Regions from separate parts of the Sus scrofa genome. Here region 1 is linked to region 2. The links are chromatin contacts, called in public Hi-C maps. All regions are on one chromosome and are shown on one strand. Each heading gives the region's core, a stretch centred on a gene start, on an enhancer-like site or on the middle of the called end of the contact. The rest is flanking DNA. Distances are from core to core; before and after follow the strand shown. Region 1 holds the start of NR2C2AP (nuclear receptor 2C2-associated protein). Region 2 holds the start of TM6SF2 (transmembrane 6 superfamily member 2).

What was found. Hi-C and Micro-C count contacts between places; a contact is called where the count stands out from the background.
Region 1: a Hi-C map of liver shows a contact between it and region 2, with 2.6 times the contacts expected there. The contact joins the promoter of NR2C2AP here to the promoter of TM6SF2 in region 2. A contact is called at or near these places in 6 of 47 Hi-C or Micro-C datasets (embryonic fibroblasts, fetal skeletal muscle, liver and 1 more) and 1 of 2 datasets of contacts at active chromatin or transcription factors (alveolar macrophages).

The regions. Positions count from the first base shown.
Region 1 is chr2:58,674,643-58,677,342 of Sscrofa11.1, reverse strand. It overlaps NR2C2AP (nuclear receptor 2C2-associated protein), which reads right to left and starts at 1,356. Exons shown (of 6, transcript XM_021083440.1): 1 at 1,196-1,356; 2 at 942-1,096; 3 at 660-750; 4 at 366-471; 5 at 222-289. The coding sequence starts at 979.
Region 2 is chr2:58,615,849-58,618,548 of Sscrofa11.1, reverse strand. It overlaps TM6SF2 (transmembrane 6 superfamily member 2), which reads right to left and starts at 1,336. Exons shown (of 10, transcript XM_021083435.1): 1 at 1,105-1,336. The coding sequence starts at 1,199.

The DNA.
Region 1 (2,700 bases), core at 107-2,606, 59 kb before region 2:
CAGTCAAGGGAAACAGGTGCCTTATTTCCCACCCACCAGCCCCAGGTTGGTATCACCAACATGCTAGGCAACCTGGCAGCTGTGGGCCCCTCTGAACTCTCGCACAGAACAGATTATTAGCGCATTTGACAGATGTAGAGACCATTTGCTTAAGGTCACACACCAGGACCCACAGCTTTCAGAGGCACAGACCACCCCACCCGGAGGCTAAGGCAGGATATCTGAAGCGAGTTGTTGTCCTCAGGGTAAAAGTCCACAATCTTAGCAAGAGCCTCACTCCCCTGGGAACCTGAAGAGGAGAAAGGGACAGATTGTGAGGCCATTGTGCCCCCTCCAATCCCCCACCTTCCAGGGCCTCCCATTACCTTCCAGACGACCCTGGCGACTGGAGAAGCCCCCCTGGAACTGGATCTGCAGTTGGGAGACACAGATGCGCTGGGGAAACTCCAGTATTATCCACTGGGAGGGGCCCTGGAAGCAGACAGGGAAACCAGTACACAGTCACTCCAGGTTCAGAGCCCTGCTATGCCCCTCTCTCATTCACACAGTCCGTGGAAGGTGGGAGGGCACAGTGAGCACATGTTTCCTCCTTGGCCAACCTGACTGCCCTGATTCTAGTTCACACTGGGGATGGAGGGTTCAGGGAGAGAGTGCCTCACCTGATCTGAGTTCCAGCACGTCTCCTCATCCTGGTCAAACAGGTGTTTCTTTCCAAACTGCCGGTAGTTACGATTCAACACAGAACTTACCCTGGAAACAACCAGCATCAAGGCGTGGAGAGGCGCTGAGCCCAGCGGCGAGGGCCTGCCCACTACCGGGCCCACCCCTCCTTCACCACTGGTTCCCCAATTTCTGTGGACCCCAGGTCCAGGGCCCCATTCGCCACTTCCCGCCGCCTCCCCTCCCCTACCCCCCCGCACCCGCCTGGTTCCCTCTCTCACTTGCTAACAGTCTCTGGGCAAACCAAAGAGTGGGTCATCTTGGCTCCACGAGGCCTCGGAGGACTCAGATCTCGGCTCAGCCCCGGTTCGAATCCAGGCACCAAAGCAGCTACAGGGGCGCGACCTCGTTCACATCTGAGGGTGCACGTCCTCACCTGTAACACCGCACAAGAACCGTCACTATCTCTCCACTCCAGTCCTAAATGTCGCCTGGATCACCTCCTTTCTGGAAAAACTGGGAAACTGACAATGACCTGGGGCCAGGCCTTTCACAGTGGGTCCAACGAAGGGAAACAGGTTTCCTGTGGGTTTCGGGGCGGTTGCTTCCTCTCCGAGCCTCAGTTTCTCTAACAGATCTATAAACCAAACCCAGATCCGGAACCACGTGAACACCGCGCAGACGCAGTGTGACTCAGGCACGCCCATCCCTAACTCCGGAGGCCGAGTTTAACTTGAGCCCCGCCCCCTCAGTGCCCGCCTCTTAAAGGGCTCTCGCCCAATAACTGCGTATCGCTCGGAGATGGAGGCAAGAGGATAGCATCTAAAGCAGTTGTGTGCCTACTGTGTGCGGAGCACTGTCCTTTGGTGCCCGCGGGTATGGAGCACTAGTTTTGGAGTCCGAGAGACTTCTTATAATGATGTCTTACTGCCGGCAGAATGAAGTCTGCTCAATTCATTCCCTAACTGCAACTGCAACTTGGGAACCCCTGCACCTCACTGCCTCCCAGAGGCCAGACGAACAGTTGAGGAAGAGGCCAAGATGTTGCGAGCACTGGCTTCCTTTGGTCTTCTCAGTAAAAGATGCCTGGGATGGGCTTCTTGGGGGAATATGAGGTGGATTTTGAAGGATGAAAAGGAGTTTGCCAAATTGGATTATACAAAACCTCAGATAATACAGCTAAATGTTTGGTTCACTGATTCACTAAACAACTCCCACCACTCCCTATTGTTCAGCCCTGTGCTGAGTGATGCCAAACTGTAAGAGGCCTCAGTTCCAGCTTCAAACCTGAGGATCTCCCAATCTGGGTAAGACAGAGCTAGACACATAAACTCCCACCCCATAAGACCAGGGCTAAGCCAAAGGGGGAGATAGGGCTGGGGAAGCAGGGGCTCTTCCTGGAGGGAGGGTTTCCTGGGAGAGGAGATATTGTACCTGCACTTTAATGGGTGGGCAGGAATTGACCAGGGTGAGAAAAATGGGGAAGTGAGTGGCAGGCAGAAAGAATAGCATAAGCAAAGGCCTGGTTGGATGAAAGACCACGAATTTGAATAAAATATGTGGAGCCAGATCCTGATGGGCCTAAAGCAGTCACAGAAGGTGTTTGAGAAAGGGTCGTACACCATCCAATCTGCATGAATGGAGGGTTCTGAGACAGAGCAACCACTGGATGCAGTTCCTGGCTTTAACTGAACGGTCTAAGATGCAGCCCCTTTCTTCAAGGGCTAGGGGAACGGTCCTCCTGGCAGCCTACTAGTGTCTGCCCAAGTCCACACCAGGAGTGGGGGCTGGCTGGGAAACTGGGACACCAGCGGAAGGGCTGCCCCATCAGCCCCTGCCTGCCAGGACTTCCTGCATTCAGTCATGGTCTGCTGCCAACCAGACCTGGCTCTGCTCATTTCAGGGCTGGGACTGGGAATGTCAAAAACACCTTCCTACCCCAGAGGAATTTAGTAAGAGCATGGAAACTGGAAGGCCCAGATGTGGTTCAAATACTGCTTGGGCCACTCACTCCATGGTTGTATGATCTTGGACAAATAT
Region 2 (2,700 bases), core at 87-2,586:
TCCTGGCCCCATCCTACCAACAGTGACAATTACGGTAATCAGATGAGACCAGACCAGGGTCTCAGCACACAATTTGTAATCCTTGTTGTTGTTGTTGTTTTGCTTTTCAGGGCTGCACCTGGGGCATATGGAAGTTCCCAGGCTAGGGGTCAAATCGGAGCTACAGCTGCCGGCCTATGCCTTGGCCACAGCAACGCCAGATCTAAGCCATGTCTGAGACCTACACCACAGCTCACCACAACGCCAGATCCCCAACCCACTGAGCGAGGCCAGGGATCAAACCCACATCCTGGTGGTTGCTAGTTGGATTTGTTTCTGCTGCGCCACAAAGGTAACACCCCAATCTGTAATTCTTAATTTTAACTATAGGATGAGATCTAGGATGATGTTCAACCTGGATCACTCGGTCTCCAGGGGGATGAAGCCAGGAATGTGTACCCAAGAAGCCAAATCCAGTCAAGATTCCCTCTATCCTGTGTCTTGAGTCGTGCTGGGTTTGGGAGTGTGAGGGGCTTGTGAATGCCTCTCAGGGTGGCTGGATCTGAGTTGAGGTTAGGATACAGGGACAGGAGAGGTCCAGGTATGTAGAGGAAACAGGCTAGGGACAGGGTGGGCCAGCCCTGAAGAGAAGAAAGTCCCAGGCCTAAGACCAGTGATGGAGGGACCGGCTGGTAGGGGTGGTGCAGCAGAGAGTGTGGTGTGGCAAGAGCCGGGTCACTGGGGCCTTATCTGGGGCAATACTTTGACCCTTGGAGCCTGTGCTGGGCACATCCCTGGGAAAACTCCAGAAACTCTCCAAAACTCTGCTTTGCTGGGGGCTGTGCTTTTCAAAGTGCCTCCTCCCCAGGCCCCAAACATCCAGGGAGCGCCCTCAACCACACCACACAGCTCCGGGGCGACTGGAAGGGGATTTCCGACTGGAGGTGGAGGGTTTTTCTGACCCAGCCCCCCATCCTCTCCAGACGGAGCGGCGCGGGAGCACAGGGCTCTCCCGCGCCCGCACATCCTGCCCCTAGCCTCCGCGGCTCCCTCCTACCACCCCCCCGCCCCGGCCCCCGCTCAGCCGCCCCCGACGAGGCCTCCCAGGCCCCTCCCCAAACGCACTATGAGAGCGCCGAGAGGTGGTTGAGCGCGTAGGACAACGGGAGGGCGCCGAGCGACAGAACTGCGATCTTGCCCGCCAGCGGCGGGACGTCCATAGCGGCGGCTTGGCTCCTGCGCGGCGGTGCCTCTGGGTGAAGAGTTGCCAAGGACCCAACCCGACCCGGCCCCGCCTGGCGCAAAGGTCGACCCCCGCAGCTTCCTCGCCCAACTGCGGCCGCTGGGGCCCCTCCCTCTCGCAGTGGCCCCTCCCCGCCCCCGACTGCCTAGCCGGCGCGGTCCCCAGTGGCAATCCCCGCCAATCAGCCTGTTTCCCTCTTCTAAGGCTAAAACACTATGCCTCAGGGTGCTTCCACTTCTGTGTGTGTTCTGGAGAGCTCCCCCCGCACCCTGGTTGGCAACTTCACTTCAAGGGAATTCGTTCTCTGGGCCTCGTTCTGCACTTCTTTCTTCATCCTGAGGCACCGGCGGCGACACATCCTCGACCCAGATCCTGAATGGGTCCCCTTTTAAACTCTCACACTCTCCAGACCTCCCTCCCGCGCAGGATTAAGTGGGCATTGTCTGTGGGCACTGAGAGAGGAATCTCATCCGCTTGGGTGCAGAGTTCTATTTCCCTGGGATTTGAGTTTTCATGCAGTGGCCACAGACAAATTTAAACACATTTCCAAGTGTGGTTTTGACTGGGCGGGGTGGGGGCCACGATTCAAGGCAGACGGCCAGGGCCCTAGGTTGGGGATCCGTTGGTCTCCGTGATTCTGTGCTGTGTTCCTTACATGTAGCCTGAACCCCAACTCAGGAGACCGAGGGACAGTGCCAAGGGTTGGCTGAGATTATAAAGTGGGGATAGAGCCAGTTTGGTAAGAAGTTTGGGAATGGTATTCCTGGGAGGAATAGCTAAGGCTTGGGGCTGAGCAGCAGAAAAGCAGCTAAGGCTGGGGCTTGGTAGGGGTCACCGAGCAGGGTGGAGTGGGCTGGGGAGAGTTCTGAGCCACCTGGGCTCAAATGGGGGGCCAGTGTGTGGGGGGGGTACTGGGGAATGCAAGGGGCAGGGCTGGACCAGGGAGGGGTCTACAGGGTGGAGAGAGAATTATGAGACAGCTTTTTGTCAGCCTCTCAAACTAGCCTTGGATTTTTGCCTGTGGCTGCAGGAAACAGGGTTAACAGTGCCCACCTGATTCCCGCCCCAGGAGGACTCTGAGTCTAGGGCTGGGGGAATATTCTCTCACATTTGCCATACCCCTACCCCCACCCCACGCCAGTTGGGTCCTATCTCTGAGCCTGGATGACAACAATCTTCTGGCCACTGACCTGAGAGCCTCCCTCCCCGGGTGCCTCCTTGCCTATGGCCTGAAGTTTAGGTTCCTCTGAGCTGATTTGAATCTCCAGTCAAGACTTCTAGACCTTTCCCAGTTCTGGTGGTGCCAATATCCTACAGGCTTCCCTCCTGTCTGCAAGATGGAACCTTGCATATTTCTTCATTTCTTAAAGCAGATCCCAGTAACGCCTCCTCCAGGTAGTTCTCCCTGTTACTCCAGCCCCACTTCTGACCCCTGGAGGCCTGGGGTGTCTGGTGCAGCTCTGTCTAGGAGTCTGGCC